Regions from separate parts of the Anser cygnoides genome. Here region 1 is linked to region 2. A link is a contact called in public Hi-C data. All regions are on one chromosome and are shown on one strand. Each heading gives the region's core, a stretch centred on a gene start, on an enhancer-like site or on the middle of the called end of the contact. The rest is flanking DNA. Distances are from core to core; before and after follow the strand shown. Region 1 has its middle 140 kb from the start of SNX20. Region 2 overlaps SALL1 (spalt like transcription factor 1).

Region 1 (4,576 bases), core at 342-2,841, 130 kb before region 2:
TACCTGATAAGTCTCAGTGTGAGTCAAAACCAATCTTGAAGACTTAAGGTATGGAAATCTTCTTTTTTTTTTTTTTTCTGTTTTTTTCTGTTTTCAATAAGTGGAAAGGTAATTCCTGCAGTAAATAAACAACATTTAGTATAGCATGTATGTAGATGACAGAAGGTGCGATTTACTGTGACAGCTGGTGAGGAATAGATGTAAAATGCAAAGATTTTTTTAAATAGTACAATGAAACATAAACGTATTCTTTGTAAAATGTATTTAGTGATTAACATTTTTTATTAGCCAGCCTTCTTCTGTAAGTACTTTACCCTTTATATAACAGTGTGTGGACAAAGGAGTCTAAGCAAAAAATCTCCATGGGTACTGCCTGCCCCCATGTTTTTACTATCCTGCTACCAAAGAGGTTAATCGTTTGGAACTGCATACTTTAAAAGAAAGAACGAAAGAAAGAAAGAAAGAAAAAAAAAAGATAATGACTTGCTTGGAGTTTAATTTACTTGTGTCATTATACAATAAATACCAAGCTGAGTTCTCACAGTCTTAGTCATTAACCTCAGATAGGACTTCAGCTTAAAATGCATTCCTTCATCTTTGATATGTTTCATGAATACACTTGTAGATATTTTAACTACAATTTCAAATATGCTGAAGAGACAAAAAAATCCAAGGCCCCTCAACAGCCAAGCTCTCTGACACCTTTTAACTTTTGGATATAATATGACCACCCAACTCAGCTACCAGAACACTCTCTGAAAGCAGAACAGAAGCTCTGCAATAAGATATTTTTGATTAGGAAGCCCAGCTCAGTTTCAGAGAGCTTATTTGTACAAAGAGCAGGGCAGGGGTACCGGAACAAGGCAAAATAATCTGATATGGTATTGATTTTTTTTCCAGATTTCCTATCGTTACAGACTTCTCAGGGCCATGGCAAAATATTTCTAGTACTGAATTGCAGATTCTGATATAACATTAGAAGATTACCTCAAAAAATATAATCTGGTTCAAAAAAAATTAGAAACAATTGACCCAGCAGAGAGAAGACTTCATGGGCTTTATAATTGTGAGTGTCTTGTTTAGGGGAGGGAAGAATGAGAAATCCTTCCTATTCCTTTGGATTTTGGAAATATTTACATTGTCTTTCTTCTCTGGTATTTCATCCTAACTGAAAAGTGAGGAGTTAACGATTGATCTGGAGCTTGGGAAAAGCAGTCAAGCAGAGGACCACTGAGGACAGGGTGAACCCTTTAACCGTATTGCCTGAGAAAGGCAGCACTTGGCAATCTTTTTCTGGCAATGATAATGTCATAGGTAAACTATTTGCTCTGGAATCTAAACCAGAGCACCACGTTTAAACCACCTGCATCTAAAATGAAGATAAACATGTTATGGGGATCTCCCCTTTTACTTATAGGCCTGAAGGGAACATATGATTTTTAACGGACCTGGGCAAACTCCTCATTCTTAATAGCATACCATTCAAATCACAACAAAATTCAAACAAGTGTAATGACTGTTTTTATTCTGCCTGAAGTCATCCAGTCCTAAAATTTTATCCAAATCTCATTGTTAAGCAGCATACACTTTATATTTCTATAGATAGAAAAACATTATCAACAATTACTGTTTTTTTAACACCTTGCAGCTTTTATATAGTTTCTTCTATATATAAGGAAGAAACACATTAAACACTGCGTGAAACTAACACCAACAAAATTTATAAAATATAGAAAGGTTGGAGTAGAGAGGGCAGGAAATCAGTTAAATTGCAGATTTAAAAATTAAGACACATTCTTTGTTAAGGGGTATGGAAAGGATACAAAGGAGAAAGAGTATGTACCTTTAATTTACTTTTTTTTTTTTTCTCTGAAGACAGAATTGCAGAGAAGACTTTGCTTAAAGCTGCATAGATCGTTAACATAAATGTTGAGAAAACATGATTTTCATCTAAGTATTACACATTGGAATAGTAATGCCTGCTATATTCTAGATGTAGGCAAATGTTTATTCAGGCACTGGTATGCACCGAAACAACATCCATTAATTACAGCTAAGAAAGAGAGTGAGCAAAGACTGCTCTGTGGTAGATCCCAAGTCACAAGGGCTGCAGTACCATCTCGGACCCATGCCACAGCCTTTCAAACATGGGCTACAGGATTTCGTGGAGTGGGCTGTAACATCCTAAAGGGTGACATAGACTTCATGTATGACAGTGAGGAAAACCACACGAAAATAATTTCAAGAACAGCTCCTACGTCAGAACTACAACACGAGATCTGCTGGGTGACTCAAGTTTCCATTTCTGGAAAAGACAAACTACTTTGGACTGCCTAGCATGCTTTTGTGTATTCAGCTGAAATATGATGGGAGGGAAGATTATTATTATTATTACAATATCCATTTGAAATATTCCAAACATTTAAATACTAAAAGTTACCTGTAAATTGCAGACAAACTTGTTGCATGTTGTGTTATCACTGCAGATTGAACTCTTGTAGGATAAAGGTCCAGCATGCTTCAAATATTTCTTAGTCTTTTTTGGACAGCCAAATATGAATAACAATTTATTTTGGCCAAAAAGACTAATTCCAGGTGAATTTATATCCTTAATGGGAGATTTGCCATAAAAAACAAGAAGGGGATATAGCTATAAGAATCAGTGTGTTCTAGTCAAAAGTGGAATATCTTAAATCAAAAGTTACAGTAAACTTAAAGGTTCCTGCTAATCCCTTCTATTAAATCTTTAACATGACAAACTAGAATTCATGTCTTCTACTTTATTAAAAGAAAGGCAACCACTAGGATAAAATAATATTGAGAAATAAAATTTACCTTGGATTAGTTTCATGCAAACATAAAAAATCGACTTCTCAGAACTCACAGGAAAAAACACAATATAGTTAATATTAAATACAATGATTATGCAACCTATTACTTTTACAGTTTGTGCTCTTGTGCCCTTGATTTCAGCCCTGTTTTGCTTATGATTAATGAATGACTCACCTTGTACTCTTTCATTTATTTCATACCTCATTTTGAATTTTAAAAGGTCATTTGTTATTTGAAAATAGAAAAAAACATGAATGGAAGTTGACCACTTTTCATAAATGCCAATGACATTTTTATAAATAAATTGCCAGTGCCCAGTATCATACCTCTTTTTAACTATTTACATTTTCTTACTACTATAGATATAATTTCAAAAACTGTACAGGGTATAGTCCCATATAGTAACAGGTGAAATGTCTGCACATTTTATGTGAACATCGGGAGTGCCTATGCACTCCCTGTACAGTCATTCTCACTCATAAATCCTTGAATGACACCTGATCTACATAACTCTTTTCTTTTTTAAATTGTCAAGATGCTACACTACAATTTCCCATGGTTTCTCATTTGTTTAGTTTGGAATATTATTTTACAAGGGTTTGATACTCTGTGGTGGTTTTAAAACCACTAATTTTTTTTTGGTACTAAACCCAAGGTTTCGTACCAACAGTTCACAGTACTTTTTTTTTTTTTTTAGCTACATCCTTTTTTTCTGTTTTGATAATTACTTTTAACTACAGCATTTGGTAGTCTCAAAATACTTTACTGAGAAAAAAAAGTCTTGGGTCACATCCATGCTAAATCACATTCTGTGAGACAATCAAAGGCATAAGGCAAAGGCCAGCTTTTCTCTCTAATTTTCTAGAGGTAGATTCTTAAACCAAATGGGCATCACTGTCAGAAGACAACAGTTACCATAAAAAAACACCTATGATCAACTGATAGCTTGAGAAATAGATCATATCTGCAGAAGCTCATAGTAATTCCATTCAAGAGAGTCACTGTCACAGCTGGCAACCTACGCTGTGGAACTTTGCGGTGGCACAGAAATCTCCTTTTGGACAGAGGGTGATCAACATTCTTCACAGCGTTCACCTCTAGGACCGTGTAAAAACAGGGCCTGTGCTGTCTACAGAGCAATGGCCTGTGAGGCTGTTTATAGCCTGGGGTACACTCCAGGCCCTGTAGACATGCCCAGGCTAACTTTAAACTGGATAGTTTGGTGATTTCTGGCAGTTCAAAGTTTCTCGATGTTCAAAGTTCTGCAAGGGACCTCACTGTAAAAAGGTTACCTCTAATTTACCAGTGACATTACCATATTTACCAGTGACTAAATTACCTCTGATGCTCCAGTGACAGCTGCACCCAGCTCCTTCTGCAGAAGATAACCTGTCTTCATGCCATGCCCTGTTTGGAGTCTGGCTCATAACGTGTACACAGCAGCATCTGCACCTACTATTTTTGCCCGGTCATATTTACAGCTGGATTATGGCTGTGAGGTTTATTCAGGTGAGGTTTATTGAGGCTGGATGCTGAGGCTCCATCTGACTGAGGGCAAACCAGAGTCCATGGACTTTAGAAACAGAAATATAAAAATCAACCCCAACCAACTGCATACTTCTTTGCCCTGTACAATATGCATGGCTGTTTGTGGTGCCAAGTTCAATAACTTAAATGTTGTGTCATCACAAAAAATAATATAACTGAACATGGTTAGTAACTGCAGCCTGACCTTCAGCCTCGG
Region 2 (5,203 bases), core at 146-2,645:
CATCTGTACACAAGCCCATGGCCCCAGCCACCATGCACAGCATTGCAGAGGATGCCTTCAACACCTCAGTTTTCACCAGCTCCCTCAGTGCTAAGTGGACTTGATCATTAAAAGATTTCTCTTTCCCCCTCTCCTGTGCTCACCTGTAGTGCTCCTCTTCCCATGTCATTAAATGATTTTGCCTCTTAAGAGCTATAGACTGAGGATTAAACAACAAAAAAAAAAAATCTAAAGAAAAACAGAAGATAAAACAGAAACTGAAGACACTCTTGGTAGGACAAAGCTATAATATGATCTGTGCCTGGAACTTAATTTCAATCATTGCCGTGCTCGCACCCACTTACTTGTGAAGCACTCCCGTCACTGCACATGGTTCAGGAACTCCCAGTATCTCGTGTCTCTAGAACGAGGAGATCTTCCCAAGGAAGAATCACTGTGCACATGCCATTTCATAGGCATCTGCTAGGCCATTGCCAGTAGTGGCAGAGGGACTGGCTCCAGGTTGCCGTTCTGATATTAACTATAGCCTATATGTAAAAAACAGAAATACTAAAATCAGAAAAGTGAACATAAACATACCTATCAGTAACTCTATTCTCAGCTGAAAGTGCACGTTTTCCAACTATTCCTGTTCTTCCCTAAAGATAGATATTTCCAAACCTCTATTCCTCCTTAACATTTTTGTCTAGAGATAGGTGTATATATAAGAGATTTTATTGTACGTGAAATCTTTAAGTCATTCTATTTCAGCTCAACAGCTAAAAGACATATTGCTTCTGGCTTGTGTAAATAACTGCACCCATTTATTTGCAAAACATTATTTTAACTTCTGTCAATGCATATTAATGAGGGAAGGAAACCAGATAGAAAATGATACTTTGATTAAAAAATAAAAAAATTGAGAAGTACTGCAGTCTGTCAGGGAGACGGAAAAAACAATAAAAGATGCACAGTCACACCTTCACTTGCGAAGTAAAACTGGCCTCCTGCAAAGATGCAACCAGGTAGCTCACAACTTGAGGACTCCCAAAAGCAGAAATACCACCACCCCGCCCCCCCCAAGAAAAAAGTCAGACCAAACAGCACCTGTTGCATTTGGATGGTCAGCAAATATTCTTTTCAAAAGAGGGTGGAAGAGATCTGGGGACTCCTGGGGCAGGGAGGGCTTGCAACCTGTCCCTGAAGAAGTCTCAAATCACACCCCGGCACAGGGGGCAAGCAGAAATCCATCCACCTTTTCCCCAGACAAAAAGCATTTGGATTTGGGCATCATCTGCACGTGAACCAAGCCAGGCAATTTGCTGCCCCCCCGCCACCCTTCCCGTCACATCCCCACCTCGTCAAGAGAAGCCTCGCTCCTGCCCTTCCGAAGCGGCGCTCTCTCTCCAGCCTGCTGGGTCCTTTCGGCCAGCCCCCCCACCCCCTCCCAGCCTTTCGCTCCCTCTGCCCGCAGCTCCCCGGGGTGCCCGGGGAAGCGAAGCGATACGGGGCCGGCGGCTCCTCTCCGCCAGCCGCTGCCGGGGGCAAGCCGCCTTCTCTCCCGGGACAGCCCCCGGATCCAGGGGGCTACACGGGGGCTACCGGCGGCAGCCTCAGCCCCAGGCTTTGCTCGGGCGGCCTGGGCAAGTTTCGCCCGCTACCAGCCTCGTTTTTAACTAAATCACGTCTCTGGGTGAGGAAAATTACTCGTGTCGATTAGGTGAATGCGCTCAACGATCGTTGGCGCTTAGGAAAAGAAAAGGAGAAGAAAAAAAAAAAAAAAGACGCTGTGCTTTATTTTAATGGATCATAAAATTGCGATGGGCGGGAAGGGAGCACGGAAAGAAGGAAAAACTTTGTTGCTAATGAGAAAAACGCGGCCGCACGAACAGGACTGTAAAGGAAAATAAAAGTGCTGTTCCTTACAGGATTAACGCCATGCTGGTGACCAGGCGACATCGAGACGATGCAGGCACCTTTGTGCGCCTGCCAGGGGGCGGCTTCGGGGAGAGGTAACTTCCCCCGGCCCCATGTCAAGTAACGGGAAACTTAACATCCTCCTTTCCCAGACTGAATTATCCCCCCCACACACACACCGTACCTCCCAGCTTCTCGGTTCCTCGACGGCCCCGGGACGGGGCTGGCGGACGGCGGGGACCCCCCTCGCACCCACCTTCGAGGTCTGCGGCTAATCGAAGAGGCGCCAGCTGCCCCCGGGCAGGGTTAACTGGAGAGCAGCCGCCCGCCACCACCTCAATCAGGCAGCCGGGGGGGAGCTCGCCCTTCGCAACCCGCCGCTGCCCCCGGGCCGGGCTCCCTGAGGAAACGTCCGCCGACAGGCAGGGGGGAGATGAGGGGTCTGCCGCCCCCCGGGGGCGCCTCACCTGGGGCGAGGAGCGGGAGTTCCCCGGGGCGGCGCCCACCTTCCCTCCGCGTCCCCTCAGCGGGCGGGGGTTACCTCAGCCGCGCCCAACGGTCACCCCAACGGTCACCCCAACGGTCACCCCCAACGGTCGCTCCCAACGGCCACCCCCAACGGCCACCCCCAGCCGAGGGGCGCAAACCTAAGCTTGGTTCCAAAGGAGAATTAGTTAGTATTTCGTTGATAAAAGCATTAAAGTCTGTTTAATTTACCTTTTTCCGAGACCGAGCGGTGACTCGAAATTTTTAAATATTCACATTGACAAGCCAGCGGGCTCTAGCGTACAGCTTACACACGAACAGAAACACGTATCGTATACCGGAGGAACTGTCGTGTTCACACAGGGAAAAAAAGTTCTAAAGATGTGGAGTCCGAGAGGTATTCAGGCTACAGCGTTTCTACTTTACTAAGTATTCATAATCATGGTAAAATTCCTCAGGAAAAGTTTTTCTCACCCCATCACTTCAGTGTTAAATACTCTGTCATGCCCCAATTGCAATTCAAGGTACTGGGTGGGGGGACAGCAAGGAGATTACTTCTTCTAAAAGGCAAGCAACTCCCCCCATACATACTGATATCAAAGGAAATCCCACAAAGCAAAATACCTGAATTTTGGAATTGTAAACAAAATATATGTTATATACACAATGAACATAACATTGGTCATTCCTGTTGTGTTTTTTTTTTTTTTGTTTTTAAAGCATCTATAATTTGAAGGCAGCCAAGCTGATTTTTTTTTTCATAAATAATAATGTTAGGGAGATAAAACTCTACCAGATGAAAATACTGAGCTGGATTCTGTCCCCAAACTCCCACTGAGGTTAACGATCATTGCAGGTGCATAAGGGAAGCCAAATCATGTGCAAGGCCAAAGCAATTTTTTTTTTTTTTTTTTTTTTTTTTACAATCAAGTTATAAACTCCATATAATACATGGAGACTTGCAAGTGGACATCTTAGCACAGATATAGCAGCGTAAGCATGCCACAAACATAGAATCTCGTAGAATAAAATTAATATCAAATATAAAGCATTTGAACCAAATCAAGCCTTAAATGTGATAAAAAGTATTCCCTTCAAAGGAAACTTACCTAGGCCCAATAAGGTCTTTGCTAGCAGCAATTTTTTTTTTAATAAAGAAATGAAAAATGCCAAAATATCTACAATTTTATGAGAAGGCGTAGTTGATTAGTTAAGGAGAAAGTTTCCATTATTAGGGAGTATGAAAAATATACTAGCAATTAATATCCAATACATATATGTATACCCATACTTACAAATATAAACACACACATACACCCTGGACAGTTCATGTTAACCAAGGGAAAAGCTAAATAATACATTCAAAGTAATTACTAAATACAGGTACACTTTAAAAACACAAAGACAGCAAATTTTATCTGTTGCAAAAATGTATTTGATTACTCGAGTAAAATTACAGTATCTCTGCTGTTAGTAAGTATTAAATGTTAAAGAAACTGGACCTCTTTTTCCTTTCAACTTTCCAAGAAAGTGCATGTAACAGTCCAAGGTTCCCCCTGCCCCTCCCCCCATACCTAATATAAAATAAACAAACACTATACTTGTTCCCTTGGTCAAGGAGTAGGGCTTGGTCTTGTAAGGAACATATGTACATTTTAATGAAAGTGATGTCTTATTGTATATACAGGAGCATCTACAGTTGTCCACGGAAGTTGTTCAAGATGCTATACTTAGCAGCATTGTGAAAGTCCAGCACATTTTCTATAATGAATATACCTACAAGGCAAAATGTTACGTCTCAGTTTCAACTACCAAAACAACACTTCAGTATCTTCTCTAATAATCTGCGTGCTTATTACTGTACAGAAATGTATTAACATTTAAGACGACTCAAGTAAAAAGCACAATACAAATAACAGTTCAAAACGGAAAATGTTAAACCTACAAAAATTAAAGCAGTTTTAATTTTATAATAAAAATCAAAAACTGAGCTGTGTAAAGGACCCACACTGTTCAGTCTATATTCTTTCAGTCCTTTTTCTTAATTCTGTTTGGAAAAATTAAACAATGTGTGTGCTGATAAAATTTCCAGCAGGATCAAAGTGTACATTTATATACAGATTTTTATTAGAGATCTAATGCATCACTGAGGCATTGCATCAATACCAGAGTTCATGTTAAACTGGATATAGAAAATAAGTTAATGCCAGAATAAGATCACCTAGCAGAACAGACTTGCAACTGCCATAAATGTTACAGCAACTTTACAGCACTCTAGTCGATTAGTATTTAGTTCAAAATACAGGAGACCAAAGTTAATGCTTGCATTTGTTTGCAAAGCAAGGTTATATCACTAATAAATAAGCTCTCTTAGAACTCTAGAAGTAGAACATGGTACAAAAAAAAAGTCTTTGCAATGTTGTAGCTTGCAGTTTGAAAAAAGCAACCCTAGGTTGCACTATTTGCAGGAATGTTATAGTTTTTTCTAATTTGTTACAATTTCTTTATTGTCTTCCACGAAACGTGTAAAACGGAAGTTTGTCCCATTTTCATTGCTTGCCATTTTCTCCAGACCAGCTAGAGGTGCGTTGGGTTCTGAATTTGGGAGCTTTTCCAGGCTTCCCGTCAAGCCGCTGATGGGCGAGCTGCCCCCGTTGCCCAGGCCCCCCGGTGGCGGTGGGATGCCACCATTCTGGATGACGGAGATCTCGTTGGTCTTCATGGCCAAGCCATTGGAGAGCGCTGCTGCGTACTGGTTCCAGAAGCTGGAGGGGTCTCCATTCCCTGACCGTGCAGCCAAATCTTTCTGAAACATTTCTGG

The links. A called contact is a pair of places that touch in the nucleus more often than the background predicts.
Region 1: a contact with region 2 is called in a Hi-C map of liver, with 2.2 times the contacts expected there. The contact joins two enhancer-like sites. A contact is called at or near these places in 2 of 7 Hi-C or Micro-C datasets (both in liver).

Annotation. Positions count from the first base shown.
Region 1 is chr12:17,683,441-17,688,016 of Taihu_goose_T2T_genome, reverse strand. No RefSeq gene overlaps it. Among named protein-coding and RNA genes, the nearest start is that of SNX20, 140 kb to the left of the region's middle. Within about 2 kb of position 1,591, at least 1 of the 3 cell types and tissues checked has open chromatin away from gene starts, as enhancers often do. A contact at or near this core is called in liver, where this site is marked.
Region 2 is chr12:17,551,638-17,556,840 of Taihu_goose_T2T_genome, reverse strand. SALL1 (spalt like transcription factor 1) reads right to left here. Exons shown (of 4, transcript XM_013195655.3): 4 at 3,795-5,203. The coding sequence ends at 4,868. Among named protein-coding and RNA genes, the nearest start is that of SALL1, 18 kb to the right of the region's middle. Within about 2 kb of position 1,395, at least 2 of the 3 cell types and tissues checked have open chromatin away from gene starts, as enhancers often do. A contact at or near this core is called in liver, where this site is marked.